Regions from separate parts of the Mus musculus genome. Here all the other regions are linked to region 1. Evidence: chromatin contacts called from public Hi-C and targeted proximity ligation data. All regions are on one chromosome and are shown on one strand. The core of a region is the stretch at or near the end of the contact, and the rest is flanking DNA. Distances in the headings are between cores, read along the strand shown. Region 1 has its middle 66 kb from the start of Mir3970. Region 2 overlaps Gm36914 (a long non-coding RNA gene). Region 3 has its middle 31 kb from the start of Gm36860. Region 4 has its middle 3.9 kb from the start of Gm29863.

Region 1 (3,582 bases), core at 682-3,181:
CAAGATGCAAGCCTCCTTTCTACCACACTAGCCGTTCTTCCTAATGTGCATGGAGATATTTCTTGAGCGATGATTTCAACCTCTGTGTAGCAAAGGGCAGTGAGCCCTACGCCCTTTCTGCATCTCCCACTAAACTGTAGCTGATGTGGCTGCTGGTGGTCTTTTCTGTGATCAGAGGATTAGCTCAATTCCTCAGGATAACTCCAAATTATTCTCTCCAGAGACTCTGTGGTGTCAACAGCCCTGGATTAGAGACCGGTGACCTCAGCTTTTTTCTTACTCGCTGTGTAACCTGGGGAATGTCATTTCACTTCTGCAATCCTTGAAGGTCCTTCTGAAGACAGTGTCAGTAATTTCAGGGAGCCTAGTTTGTAAAAACTGTAAGCAGCTACATAAATAGTGATTCTTGTTCTCATTGTCGTCTCAGCTGCCACCTTTGTTACAAATAACCTGTCATTCATTTTGCCCTGTTCGCTTCCCTTTGCTTCTTGCCTGCTTCTTCTACCTCCTGTCCTTTCTGCCAGATAAATTTGCTTCCCTGCAAAAGGCTGATTATTTGGAGACATCATCACTAGCCAATCAGAGCTCAGCATTCCGGCTGGCTGGTAAGCCAATCAGATGCAAGCTCCAGGTCTTCTTTCAGTGTTGCTAGGGTTTCAGGTCTACTTCTAAAAACTGGCTTGCTTGCTGCTGGTTCATTCTGTCCTTCTCTCCCTCCATCCCCCCCCCCCCCCCCATCCCCTTGCTCTCCAAACCCTTCCCTTTCCCTCCTCCCCTCTTTTGGGTTTGGAGCAATTCCAAATGCTTAAGCCTTCCGGAAGTTTGGGTTATTATGAATAAGCAAGGTTTAACTGTGTATTTTTTCCCTTGAGAAACAGGACAGCTATTCCACATTCGATTTTGAAAGCATGTGTTTTAGCAGCTTAATGTCCCTTGGCTCCATAAAACAGAATTTCGTTGTGTTTAAGAGAATTTTTTTGGTGCAGAGTGACTTTTATTCAGATGACTAGAAGATAAACTGGCATAGAACTTGGCAGTGACGTGTCCTGTCACTTGAACCTCATTGGGCTAACACAGCGAATTCTAAGTATGTCAAAACTCATCCAGTTTAACTGATGATGGAAGATAATATCTGATAGCACCTCAGATATTAGTTCTATCTTGAACTTTCAGTGCTGGGATTAGTGGTGAAAATCACTGGTCAGTAGTGATGGGGACTCTCACTTTATTGCTAATGGGTATCCCTTCCATCACATCTGGCTCATCTGTGGACCCATGGGTCTTCTTTAAATGCTCTCTAGTAGGGCGTGTGAAGATGCCCTAAACACAAACTGGCTCTGTGCTCTGAAAGCTTAGGGGCGATGCCGGATTGAGAAGGAAAACAACAGCAACACAAGTTCTGTCTTTCTCATAACCTTTGCTACTGACTTAAAAACTGGAACAGCATAAGGATTCGCAGTGTAAAATGACCCAAGACAGGTGGCGCAAAGCCAGAAGTCTGTCAGAAGCAGCTTAGGAAAGCTTAATGATTCACAAAGGAGTCGCTGCCTTCAGGCTCTGACCTTTAGAACTAACCAGCTTTAAGCTTTTGGTTCTGGCCCTTCAAGTCACTTGTATCAAAGAAAAAGGTACTCCCTTAAAGACATTACCATCCATCCATTCAAAAAGAAAAAAAATAGAAGAGAAAAGGTGTCAGCACCAGCGACTCTGTTCTCAGATAACATGGTCTTAGTCCTAAAGACAGTATTAATTGCATTAATTGCTTAAATACATTTTTTTTTTTTGGTTAGCTTTTAGGGAAGGCCTTGGTGTTACTGCATATCCTGCAGGTGAAATGTATGAAATTTGGTTAACATGGTAACGGCTCTAAAAATACCTAGGCTACAGTTTAACCACAGAGTTTCCTCCTTAACGTAAAAGAGCCGCTGTCATGAGGTGTACGAAAGTGCAACAAAGGCGATCCGTCTGACTTCATGCAAGCAGCCTATTAAGACAAGCCTGGCGAGGACACTGTGCGGCCACTAGGCATCAAAGCAGGAATTAAAGTTTTGTGAGACCATCTGACAAAGCACAACCCAGCTGATCAAAACGGCTAAGCATTCTTTCCCTGTTTCTACCTCTTCTGCCCCCACCCACTGGCAACCAAGCAGGGTGTGGTGGGGGTTCAAACAGTCACTATAGCGTGACCACAGGGCCTCACCCAAGGAAAACCTGGGTCACAGAGACCCAAGCGGGTAAGGAGGCTGCAGCAGGCTCCCCAGCATTCTCTGCAGCAGGCTCATGTGGAGGGTGCAGGGAAGGGAAAATTGCTCACTTGAGGTTTTCCCCATGAGGCCCTTGCTTCACAAAACAAAGGGTGGCAGAGGGTGCGACCTTTCCCAGGATGGCTCTGCAGTTGCCCACGTCAGGCTCTTCTGAACTCCGAGTGTCCTTACAGGGTTAAGAGATTTCTTACAAAAATCAGGCTGTCGAGGTTGCATGGTTTGGTAAATGAAAACACTGACACCCATTTATACTAGAATTTCAGATAAACAATGAATAATTTATTTAGTAAAAGAATGTCTGGTGCAATATTTGGGATACTGAAGAAATCCATTGTTCATCTGAAATTCAGATCTGGGTGTTGTGTGTTCTCTCTGATAGCTCTAGTCAAATCCTTCCATCCTTCGTCCTTAACTTCTCACCTTCGAGTGCCCAAACAACATGCTCAACTGTACTTTTTGCTTCAGGTATTTAGCTTTGGCTTGTTCTGGCTTTGTTTGGTCTTGTTTCACCCTGCCTCTTAAACCTCCGCTCATTATACAGAGCCAGAGGTGAGGAGATGAAGTAGCAGCTGAGCTCCGTCTCACCTTTGTGTTATGGACTTTTAATGCATGTAATTTTTTTAATATTTCATTTTATGTGTATGACTTGCCTGCATGTGTGCCTGTGCAGCATGTATGTGTCTGGTGCCTGCCGGGGCCCGAGGAGGGCATCAGACCCCCTGGAACAGGAGTTGGGTGGTTGTAAGAGGTCTGGTCAGGCCTGGGAATAGAAGGTAGGTCCGCTGAAACAGCCATTGACCTTACCTACTGAGCCGTCTCTCCTGCCCAATGAATGGTCTTTTTGGAGGGGTATCGTCTCTGTGTAACCTTGGCTGTCCTGGAACTTGTCAGCTTGACCTCGAACTCACAGAGATGTGTTTGCCTCTGCCTCCCAAGTACTGGGATTAAAGGTGTGCATCAGCTTAGGCTGAGTGGTCTTTTTCATCATCGTAACATTCTGTGTGATATGCTACTTAGAGCCCACATGTTATGGATAAGGTTGCTGGGCTCAGAAAGAGTACATGACTCGACCAAGGTCATACAGTTAGCAAGTACCAAAGCCAAGGGAGAATGATGCTAAGCTGTTGACTCAGTTACCTAGTCCACAGCATCAGTCCTGTTTAAATGTGGCTTTAGTGGTTAATTCATGTTAGGTTCTCTTTTATAACAAATGGCTCGTGGCTCATAAGTGAACGACACAACTTGCCAGCTGGATTGGGACTGTTTTCCCTCAGCTTGGACTAAACTACTATGTTTGTTTTGTGTGTAAGTGCACCTC
Region 2 (3,582 bases), core at 565-3,064, 250 kb after region 1:
TAGTGAGCCTAAGCCCACAGCCTGCACAAAGAATCTCTAGGACAAACAGAACAAGGACTACATTTCTTGTTCGTGATTATAAAAAACCAAGTACTAATTCAAGTTGAGAACTACCAGTGAGTTTTGAAAAATTGAAAGATATTCAATGGTAGTTGATCTAAGATTTTTTTTTCATTGTTTCAATGTACTACAACAAACAATGAAAGTCACTAATTCATGGGCGTAAGACTGAGATGTGAGCACACACACAGTTTCATTCTATGGTAGCTTATGTTATAATGGAAAGACTGAGGTCAGCAATGTTTCACAAAAATGTTCTCAGGGCACCTGCGCGTAGAAAAGCGTCTCCTTATTTCACTTTCAATGTATCACAGCAGAACGATTCTTCAAAAGAGTAAATATAAGCTATTGAAAAGAATGAACTATTCGCTGGGCATGCAGCATGATGGAAAAGTGCTTCCCTAAGAAGCTTGGAACCCCAGGCTCAGGCCTCAGTTCAGAAAGAAGAGGAAGGAATTAAAAGAGGGAAAGATGTAGAGAGGACAAAATTGGGCAACAATACACAGATCAAGGCCCCAAATTTACATAATTATTAGTCAAGAAAAAATATCAAAAAATATCAAGTCACTCTAGTTGTAAGAAATCCCACCATTGATGTCTGTACATATGGAATAGTCACTGTTTACAGGAATGCAATGCTCCACAAGCTATGTCTTGATATTATTTAATACAAAAAGTTAACTATTCTAAGAACAGGACAGTATAAAAATAGGACAAGATGATAATTTTAAAAATTTTTTTAAGAACCGAGCCTACTTGGTCGGTATGTTTTTCCATACCTGCTCCTCAATAAAATACCATTTTTCTCTTCCTCTACCGTGGTACACTTTCTTAGATTATACCACATATTGTTCCCTCTTCTCTATGCCAGAATCATTTCATAGCCCAGAAGTGAGTTTCTGCAGTATGCCAACTTCTGTCCTGCAAGGTGGGCTAGATCATCTCTTTCCCTCATTAGATCTTAAGCTTCTTTGCACTTCCCTTAATGACCCTCACAATACCTATGAAAAGCTTTGAGCAGGGTAGTCCTTAGTAATTGCTTGCCACATGGGGGTGAGGGGGGAATGAAGTAATGAATGAACAAATGAACCAGCTTTTACCCAGTGCCCCTGGAAACAGATTATTTGATATCAAAGATTAATGCTTCCCTTAGATTCAAGCTGCTGGAATCACTTAATTTCTTTGTATTTGGTCCACATGTGAAATTCCAACCAACATCAAATGAAAGTTTGATTAAACAGATCAGAAACAGCATGTGGGATAGCTGTCAATCCCCCTGAGGCAAGATGTGAGTCTGGAAACCAGAAGACCAGGACACTGCAGAGCCGAGGGCATTCAAAGGAGCCTAGGTTTTGCCTGTGCAAAAAAAAAAAAAAAAAAAAAAAAAAAAACCTAACCCAAAGTGTCCATCAACCCCCCCAAAACAAACAGCTAAGCTCAGAGCCCCATCAGTATTTGCACCTTGTCTTCCGGTTGTGACTGTCTTTGTATCCTGAGTTCCACTTCTCTGTTCATTCCTAGGCTGACTCCCCATCTTAAGGGACATGGCAACGGAGAACTCGGTGCTTTCGGGAAAAAGAAAAAAAAATTATAAGCTGAGAAGGCAAAGCTGACAGAGGAGTTTCCACTTTTGAGCTTCTTCTGGCTTCTCAGAAGCCCGTGTTGCCCTTGAAGCTAGTTTCCTAGAGTAGGGGAGGTTCCTGGGAGTCTGCAAGCCACCGCAGTTATCTGGTTAGCGATCAGAAGGTTCTTGGTGCTGCCCCAGCTGGGATTCCTTCCAAACCATGTCTGCACCACCTGTAACTCTTCACTCCACTAGCTTGCCAGAGACCATCCCAAGCCTGGGGGAATGTGGGGCGCTGCCATTCCACAAAGAACCACCAGCCAACCTTGGCTGAAGAAGGACAACCGTGTACATTGCAAAGGAGTTGGAGCTTCCAGCTAAGGGCACCTAGCCAGGCCTGGTATGCAAATCTGGGATTTGTGCCCAGGGAACCTGCCCCAACTTGCCCAGGAGAGAGCAAGGCCAGAAGAGGATGGGAAAGGTTCTCATTCTCCACCTCCCCCAAGCCCCAGCCAGCCCCAGCCAGCCCCAGCCAGCCCCAGCCAGCCCCAGCCAGCCCCAGCCAGCTCCAGCCAGCTTCACCCAGTTTCAGAAGCCTTTGAAGTTCTGGGCCAGGAGGTATGGCCAGTATAGATCTGGGGATGTTTGTTTGTTGTGAGTTGTTCTATTTTTCGGTATCTTGATCTCTAGAAGACACAAGCTTTGGAAATAGAAGTCTAGTTCAATCTTGGCCTTGTACTGGCTTTATAAGCCAAAGAAAGGTTCTCTGAACCTTTGTGTTATCTGAAATTTTTAATAACCCTAACCTAGAGAATCAAACCCTCAGCGCTGTTGAAATTTTAGTCTAGTTATTAGTTTAGGGGTAATTGGGTCCCTGCCCACTAGACACCAGAACTCTCACCCTCCCACTTATGACAGCTAAAACCAATTTCAGACACTGACAAACTATTCTCCAAGGGAAGAGACTAAATTACACCCAGCTGAGAACCAGTTACCTAACTCAATCTGTAGGTTTGTGTTGCGCACATTTTATTGTAAATCCGGAGTCCGGTTCTTATGAGCAAATGCAAGAACACTTGAGGATTCGTAATTGGTACTGCAAACTCTTCTCCCCACATTTCCCCTCTCCCCCACTGCTTCAGCACTCATCCAAATCCACAGATAGCCACTTCCAGGAGCCCTGAGCCTCTCTGGCATCAAAGTGCAGTGAGTCTGAGCACAAAGCAAGGTGCAAGTTTATCCCTCAGAAGTAGACATGAGAGACAGTAACAAGCCAGCTTCCTAGCTCTTCGATAAGCCCGAGGTGTGTTCTACTCCTTTCAGGAGTATCCAGTGAGACCACAGTGGGAACTGGCTTCCCAGTCTCACCTTCTGCTCCCCAACTTATTCCCTAGGCTTGCTTCCCAAATGCTTTCACAACATCCTCTGCCATTCATGGTTTTTAAAATAATAAACTAAGACATAAAAACTGTACCTCTTATTTCTATCAGTATTTTATTTCTCATTCACCAGGTTTCTTATTAGTTCTTAGCTGGATTGTAGGGTTTCGAAACTGTAATGTTTTGTTTTTGTCTTTTAAATTCTTATGATAAGTCAGAATAACTGATCTGCTAAAATGAGGGTCTTAACAGAGGCAGATAAGAGTCTGAAATTCTTATTTCTCAGTTTGACTTAGACCTCATCTATCCCTTTCACCCTCACCCAAAACACACACACACAAACTCACACTCATACAAAGTTGTCAGTTGTTGATTTACAGGAATAAGGATAACATGACAGCCTCTTTGAAGCATTGTTTCAAAGGAAAAACCAAAGTTTTTGTTAACAAAAAAGCATCATTTTTCTGAATCCCTAAAATGAGTTGGGCATTGAAGGTATATTCAAAATGATGCCATGGACCCTTACTGCAAGCTCTCCACTCTCTGGAGATTAATGAGCAAGCCCAAGATTACAGAAGT
Region 3 (3,582 bases), core at 328-2,827, 210 kb after region 1:
GTTTAAGTCCAAGGTAACTACATCATTTCTTGCATTATTTATTCCCAGGGAAAATGGGCAGACTGGCAGGAAAATGCATGTTCTTTTCCTTTAAGGTGTAAGCTGAAAATAATAGGTGTCGTGTTTTACAATTTCTTGAGTTATCTAAACTTACATGTTCACATGTACCTGAACAGCAACCTTCCCATAAAGAGTTGAACTGAACACTTCTTTCATGGGTAGAGAAAAAAATTAATGATTGGCAATTGCTCTTCTGTAAAAATTCCTCTTCCTTTAGCTAATGCATGATCTCCCAAGTCACTAATTCCTCAACTCCAACGTGAAACTCCATCAGCTCCTAGGAGCCAGCAAACTCAAGGACATTCACATCTCTCTAGAAGGACTTTAACCGGAGCCGTGGCCGTGGAGAGGCAAGATTCCAAAGAAGCTTCAGGCTGAAGAGTGGGCATGTGGTATTGGGAGCCTTTTCCTATCCAACCTCTCACGTGCTGAGGCCTTTGCCAGATCCATCATAAGCTTTCCTTCCACGCTTGTTTTCTTCTCCCTCACACATCTTCCCTTTTTAACCTAAATTCAATGTGAGGTGGGTTTGCCCTCATCTGCCTGTTAGCCCATGCTTGAGGAGGCTCAGTCCCATGATTAGCAGCTTAGCAAGTACCTTTCCTAACTAAAGACAGATACCCACCCTGAAAGGAATTCGGATGGAGCCAATGGCAAAGATGGTATTATCGTGTTTCTTCAGAACACGGTCCAGAAGCCCAGAGAAGGATACCGAAGTTGAGGCCAAATGCCTAAAATCCTAGTAAATGTCGCTTGGCAGAAACTGAGCATGGCAAAGGTAGAGAATTCACAGGAGTTAAATGCTGTCACAAAGTAATTTTTTCAGATTCTTTAGCCTCTAACAAGATAATCTTTCTTATTTGTCTACCACTTTCCACACTAAAGTCTATAGTAAGAATGTCTCCTCGTCCCTATTCATCAACTGTTCATATTATCCTTCCCAATGGCTGTTCTCCACTGTCCATATTTTCTCTCCCTGCATTGACTTAAACTGGACATGTCTGCTAATGCTATTCATTAAAGCCTACAGGATCTATCTGGTGTGTACTTGACAGTCTCAACGGTCTCCATCCGGGTTGCCCAGCATCTGCAGCTCACTACCATCCTTGGGATTTCCAGATGGGACAGATCTCAGATCCCACTAGCATCTTGGCACAAACATGGGGGAATGTAATGTTCCTTTGACGGTTGCTATCTCACTCCAGCCGTTGCGGGGGCTGATGAAAGTCCGATGGCCTCTTACCGTTCACAGCCAGTCTGTAGGTTTGGGTCAGTTCTGTAATGACAGAATGAGCATGGGCTCCTTTTAATAAGAAGTAGACTTTCAGGTTTTGCTTTCATGGAATTGTATGTGAACGCCTCATATGGTCAAAACAAGGAAGTTCTGCACGCCTATATTTAAATGTTGCAAGTAATTCCCATTCGGGCTAACTTCATCCAGATGTGGGTCCTCTGTGCCCATGTAAATTAGATGGCTTTCTTTTTGGCCTTGTCGAGAATCAGCACTCTGACTCACACTAGGGGGAAAAATGGAAAGAATGTGTGGCAATTCCACACGGGACATGCTATTTTAATAGTACACGCTCTGTTGAAGGGAAAACCGGAGCTTTTGTACTGCAAACAACAGCATTTGCATTTCGAGGGGCTAGACACTATTGCTCAGTACCAACCATGTCAACATGGCCTTTCGTCCTGGCTGACAGCTATTCCCGTAGCTGAATTTCTGGTTTGGGTTCTAAGTATTCTTGACTAAGAGCCACATCTGTTCTCTGTCCCCAGCCTCGCTGCAGGGACTTTCTAAAAGGGAATAATTATTTTTGAGATAATGGGCTCTCTGTAGTGCCTACAGCGCTTTCCATTCTATTCTTTCTCTTTCTTTCCCTCCCTCCCTTCTTCTCTCCTTCCATTACTTCCCCCTTCCCTCTCTCACAGTGAGCTTAAGTGAGACAAATGTGGGCACCAAAAACTCAACATCAAAAGCAATCCACGTTGTCTATCATGTTCTTAGCTTTCCTTGGCCCACCTCCTGACTGCTCTTTGAGAAAGTTTGCTCCCTGACAGAATGGAAATAGTCTTCAGTCAGTCTCTACCCAAATGCACCTTCTTTTCATGAGACAGCAGGGAGAAGATCCACAAATGGTAAGAGTGCCTGTCAATGCCAGACATGCATTAGTATTTAATTACTCCACCAGGATGGCATGCTAGCAGCCCCTAGCCCTGCTCCAGTTCTGTTATCCACAAGTCTTGCCCTAGCCCATCTCAGAGTCTGCCTGAGACACAATGTGGGGCATTGTGCATCTGTGCTTATCCCTGGCTGAATGTGTTGATGGGGAATGAAGAACTCATAAGGGAGCATGAGCCACTAATGCACAGTGCCCTAGGATGCTGACCAAGTTCTTGGCACATTCAAAGTGCTCTCTTATCACGGTTGATCCTCTGCCACCATTCTGTGAGGTGGGCAGGGAAAGCCTGCACTATGGTTTCACAGATGAGCAAGATGAAGCAAGAGTGTTAACTTCCCTAAGAGTACATGACTCCTAAGAAGAGGAAAAGAGGAGCTGAATTCCTAGTCTCCAAGCCCATGGTGACTCCTGTGCACCAGAACGCTGCAGCTCAAAAACAAACAGGACCTCAATTCTATATGCTGTATTAATGGCAGCCCAGTCTACTTGTGAGTATCATTCCAATGTGACCATGTGTGTCAAAACCCCCAAGAATGTGCGTGTCCTTTAGACATAGACACTTATCTTAAGAAATTATAACTCAAAAGAATAGCCTGTGTAGAGATATACATACATATATAATGTAAATAAAATATTAGACAGTTCTTCATAGCCAGGACATCATGTTGGCATGTGACATTGACTGCTGGGGACTCAGGAATTGCTGAGATGTTTCAGCAGTAGCTGCAAGACAATGTATGCTGTGTTCATTGCTAAGGTTTAAAATGAGCCAGGTGTGTGCAGAACTGATAAGGTGGTGGAGGTGGCCATGTCTGTGTCAAGGTGTGAAAGAAGCATGTTGAAAACCAAAAGTGTCCCAGGAGGCATCTTACTCAGAAAGAGTAGAAGCCAGACATGTCAAGCTTAGCCTTGGGCAGTGTCTTAGTCAGGGTTTTACTGCTGTGAACAGACACCATGACCAATGCAAGTCTTATAAAAACAACATTTAATTGGGGCTGGCTTACAGGTTCAGAGGTTCAGTCCATTATCATCAAGGTGGGAGTATGGCAGTATCCAGGCAGGCATGGCGCAGGCAGACTTGAGAGTTCTATGTCTTCATCCAAAGGCTGCTAGTGGAAGACTGACTTCCAGGCAACTGGGGTGAGAGTCTTAAGCCCACACCCACAGTGACACACCTACTCCAACCAGGTCACACCTATACCAACAAGGCCACACCTCCAAATGGTGCCACTCCCTGGTCCAAGAATATACAAACCACCACAAGCAGGTAGAAGGATTCTAAGGCAGAACAAAGGTGATTATCTGGAACTGGTCACAACCCCAACTCTAGAGGCATGCA
Region 4 (3,582 bases), core at 731-3,230, 140 kb after region 1:
CAACACACTTGGCCTCACTTTCTTCATCAGAAACACTGGCTGAGCATCTCTAATCTTAAAACTCCAAATCTGGAAATGCTTTGGGTACTGGCATGATGCCACAGTGGAAAATTTAACACCTGATTTTATTTTGATGGATTGCCATCAGAACAGTCACACAAAATAATATTGCATTAAGCTCCCTTCAGACGATATGTTTTAATTTGTTATGGTTTGGATCTGAAATGTCTCCCCAAAGCTCCTAAGTTGAAACTTAGGTCCCAAGGCGGTTTTCAAAGGTCAAGCCTTTCTGGGTGATGGATCTGGAGAGCTCTACCTTCACCAGTGAATTAACCCATTGATTGAGTCAGAACTGAAAGAGCTGTTGTGAGGTGGTAGAGATGTGTGTGCCTTGAAGGAAGTAAGTCACTGGAAATGAATCCTTAAAGGTATGCCCCCATCTCTCCTTCCTTCCCCTCTCCCTTTCTGTCTTCCTTTCTCCCTCCCCCACTTTTCTCTCTCTCATCACCCTCCCCGCCCCATCTCCTTCCTTGGCTACTGAGAAGCAGGCAGGTTTGCTCCACCACTAATCCTTGGCACGATGCTATTCTTTATCACAGGCCCAGAAACAATAGAACCAAGAAAAAAAATCTTTGGAACTAGGAGCCAAAAATAAATCTTTCCTCCCTCAGTGTGATTGTCTCAAGTATTTCATCACAAAGACAGAAAGCTGACAAGAGTTGTATAAATTCTTTGTTTATAATTAGATCTCATTCCCCAAATATCTCATAGATATATATAGATATATATCTTCTACATACATATAAAATTTACAGTTCAGATATTTGTATATATGTACAAATTCTGTCAACTTTTAAAAATGAAGTCCAAATCATTTGGCCAGTCCCAACCATTATGGATAGATGATTTTTAGTCTTTACTAATAATATTAGGATATCATTTATTTCTTATTAGAAACCTTTGAAATGACTCCAGTGGGTATCAAAATGGTGCTGCCAAATAGCCATGGCTGAGTGGAGGTCAGCTTGTCTCTAAGAATGAGCAGGGTTCTTGTAACTAGAGAGGCTAACTCAGGGCTGAGAGATACATTTGTGAACAGAGCTGATGGACGCTTCTTGACACTAGACGTAATGAATTTATGTTTTTAGTCCACTTAAGCTGGAGTACTCTTCACTTTTGTCCAGAGTGTTCTCATGCAGTTCCATTAACGGAAATTGCTAGGTCAAAAGAAGGTCTGTTTCTCAGAGAGGATGAATTCATATTCATTTTTAAAACACGAGCATAAACTCAGTAAAAGAAAGTTTAATCCTAGATCTGGAGAAAGTGATGGACAGGTGGGTTAGCTGAGCATTGGGGCACTGGATGCTCGCACTGAAGCTTAAGGGAAAGAGCACACGGAGAGATGCGAGGATAGCCTGGGCCACCTGGCTAGCTCTATTAGCCAGGAAGAAAAGCAAGAGACGTTAGTGAGGGATGCTGGGGAAAGAAGCATAAAGGGACGGAGGCAGGCTTCCAATGCCTTGGTCAGCTTCTCCCCGTAACCGATGCTCTTCTGAGTAGAGCAGTTGACTTTGGCTCATTGTGTACGAGGTTTCAGGCTGGGATCAGTTGACTCTGTCGGCCGCCACCATGCCTGCTACATCAAGGTGGAGTAAAACCATCAAACCCATGGCCAGAGAGAGAAAAAACAAAAAGGGAAGAAAATCCCTTAAAGGCCTGAAGCCTTCCACCTGCACCTCTCAGAAGTTCCACCATCTTCTTATAGCATAAAGGCTGGATACCAAGCCATTCATGGGTGAGCCTTGAGGTGACACCTATCCAACACAGCACAGACCAAGAAGGCAATTCAGAGAGATCAATGATAGCATGTGGGTCAGGTTTTACAAAGGAACCAAAACTGAAGGAGCAGAGATAACAGGGCTAGATAACCAACCACCAGGACACCGTGATACAAGACAAAAATGAAACCAAAGGCACTTTCAGGTGGTAACAAGAGCTCTGTTCTAAAAATAGGCAAGCTGACAGGAAGGTAAGTGACATGGAGAGTGGCTCAAAGGAGTGTAGTTGAATTAAGTAAGGCTCTATCACTAATGCCGATCATTCGTCCTCCAGTTAAGAGGCAGATGCCATTTCTCAAGGCCCTTACATTTGAGGAGGGGCCATGCTGCTGTTCAGTTATAAGTCTGAAGTTTTCTGGACCAAAGTGGTGAAAAGCCTGCACTTTGATCTTTAATCTCTTCTTTCTCTCTGTTTCTTCTTCCTCTCTCCTTCTTCTCCTCCATTGTTCATCCCCCTTTTCTCCCTGACTTCTTTCTTCTCTTCTTCCTCCTCTTCTTCTTCTTCCTCCTCCTCCGCCCTAACCCCCACAATGGTTCAGGAGGAGATCCTCCACTTAGATGAGAAAAGCAAAAGATTGAAACATATGCACAGAACAGATAAATATTGTCCATTGAACATATCATGAGATGTAAAAATCATTTGTTATTACAGCATAACTTAGTTCTACCCTTGCTAGCAAACATCAAAGCTAGGGACATAGCAAAAGAGAGTAGCAGGGTTAAGAAAAAAATATTTTTCCATTCTATACTTAATTTTACAAAATGGAAAGACCCAGTGTGGAAGAAAGTCTCTAAGATAATAAAACAATTGTGTGTGTGTGTGTGTGTGTGTGTGTGTGTGTGTGTGTGTGTGTGTACATGCATGCATGTGGTGGCCAGAGGTCAATCTCAAGTGTCATTCCTCAAGAGCCATCCACCTGGTTCTTGAGACAATGTCCCTCAATAGATCTGAGGCTCCATTAGACTAGAGCAGCTGCTCACCAAGCCCTGGGGATTAGTCCGCCTCTGCCTCCCCAGCACTGGCCTCTCAAGTGCTCACCACCACACCTAGCTTTTTTTATGGGTGCTGGGGTTTGAACTCAGGACCTCATGCTTGCACACCAAGAACTTTACCAACTGACTTGTCGCCCTAACCCTGATAAAGCAATGTCCCATAGAAAGTAGACTACATGACAAAAGTCTCTGCTTTTCTTCTTCTAAGGGAGAAATAAAAATCCAGAAAGAATGCTCAAGAGTTTAAGTCAGAGAGGTAGGTGGTGGAAGTGTATGGTTACAGTGCAGGTACTTCCTTCCTAAGAGAAGGGAAGGGTAGGACTGGGAGTTCTTCATGTGGGGCAATTTCAAGGTATGTTGAGCATCCATGCCTGAAATTAAATACATTTGCAGTGACCACCTTTGTAGGTTGGCTTGCTGGCAGCTAGCCAGCTGGGATGACTGGCAAAAGACAGATCCAAAGTGCATTTAACTTCTCTTGTTATTTAAAAAGTAGACCCTTACCCAGAAATGGTTAAGCTGAGTCCTGTCCTCAGTCCTAGCCCTTCTCTTCCTCCCACAGTTTGCCTATGTCCTGTAACTAAATTAGTTATTCTATTTACAGGCCAGTGCTGATCCCCTGACAGAACAAGATGTGCTGTGCTCTCTCTGCAGTGCACTCCTGGTGAACTTTAAGCCACACATCTGTTGCAGAGAAAGAGCTTGTATTCCCCAGTGGCCAACTTTAGCTGAGAGTTCGGGGTCCATCTCC

What was found. Hi-C and Micro-C count contacts between places; a contact is called where the count stands out from the background.
Region 2: a contact with region 1 is called in a Hi-C map of liver, with 3 times the contacts expected there. A contact is called at or near these places in 1 of 39 promoter capture datasets (the 3T3-L1 cell line), 25 of 484 Hi-C or Micro-C datasets (the AML12 cell line, B cells, CD4 T cells and 19 more) and 9 of 130 datasets of targeted methods (the 230-238 cell line, the NIH/3T3 cell line, double positive thymocytes and 5 more).
Region 3: a targeted proximity ligation map of large pre-B cells shows a contact between it and region 1, with 4 times the contacts expected there. A contact is called at or near these places in 1 of 39 promoter capture datasets (the 3T3-L1 cell line), 8 of 484 Hi-C or Micro-C datasets (the G1E-ER4 cell line, the HPC-7 cell line, the MC3T3-E1 cell line and 2 more) and 10 of 130 datasets of targeted methods (CD8 T cells, DN3 thymocytes, the NIH/3T3 cell line and 6 more).
Region 4: a targeted proximity ligation map of CD8 T cells shows a contact between it and region 1, with 7 read pairs. A contact is called at or near these places in 3 of 39 promoter capture datasets (the 3T3-L1 cell line and liver), 13 of 484 Hi-C or Micro-C datasets (the 3T3-L1 cell line, 3T3-L1-derived adipocytes, CD4 T cells and 7 more) and 10 of 130 datasets of targeted methods (CD8 T cells, DN3 thymocytes, the NIH/3T3 cell line and 6 more).

What each region holds. Positions count from the first base shown.
Region 1 is chr19:33,221,395-33,224,976 of GRCm38.p6, reverse strand. It overlaps the pseudogene Rnls. Among named protein-coding and RNA genes, the nearest start is that of Mir3970, 66 kb to the right of the region's middle.
Region 2 is chr19:32,973,388-32,976,969 of GRCm38.p6, reverse strand. It overlaps Gm36914 (a long non-coding RNA gene), which reads right to left. Exons shown (of 4, transcript XR_877816.2): 3 at 1,522-1,625; 4 at 1,347-1,416. It overlaps Gm36860 (a long non-coding RNA gene), which reads left to right. Exons shown (of 3, transcript XR_877814.3): 2 at 1,582-3,582. Among named protein-coding and RNA genes, the nearest start is that of Gm36860, 5.2 kb to the left of the region's middle.
Region 3 is chr19:33,009,191-33,012,772 of GRCm38.p6, reverse strand. No RefSeq gene overlaps it. Among named protein-coding and RNA genes, the nearest start is that of Gm36860, 31 kb to the right of the region's middle.
Region 4 is chr19:33,080,064-33,083,645 of GRCm38.p6, reverse strand. No RefSeq gene overlaps it. Among named protein-coding and RNA genes, the nearest start is that of Gm29863, 3.9 kb to the left of the region's middle.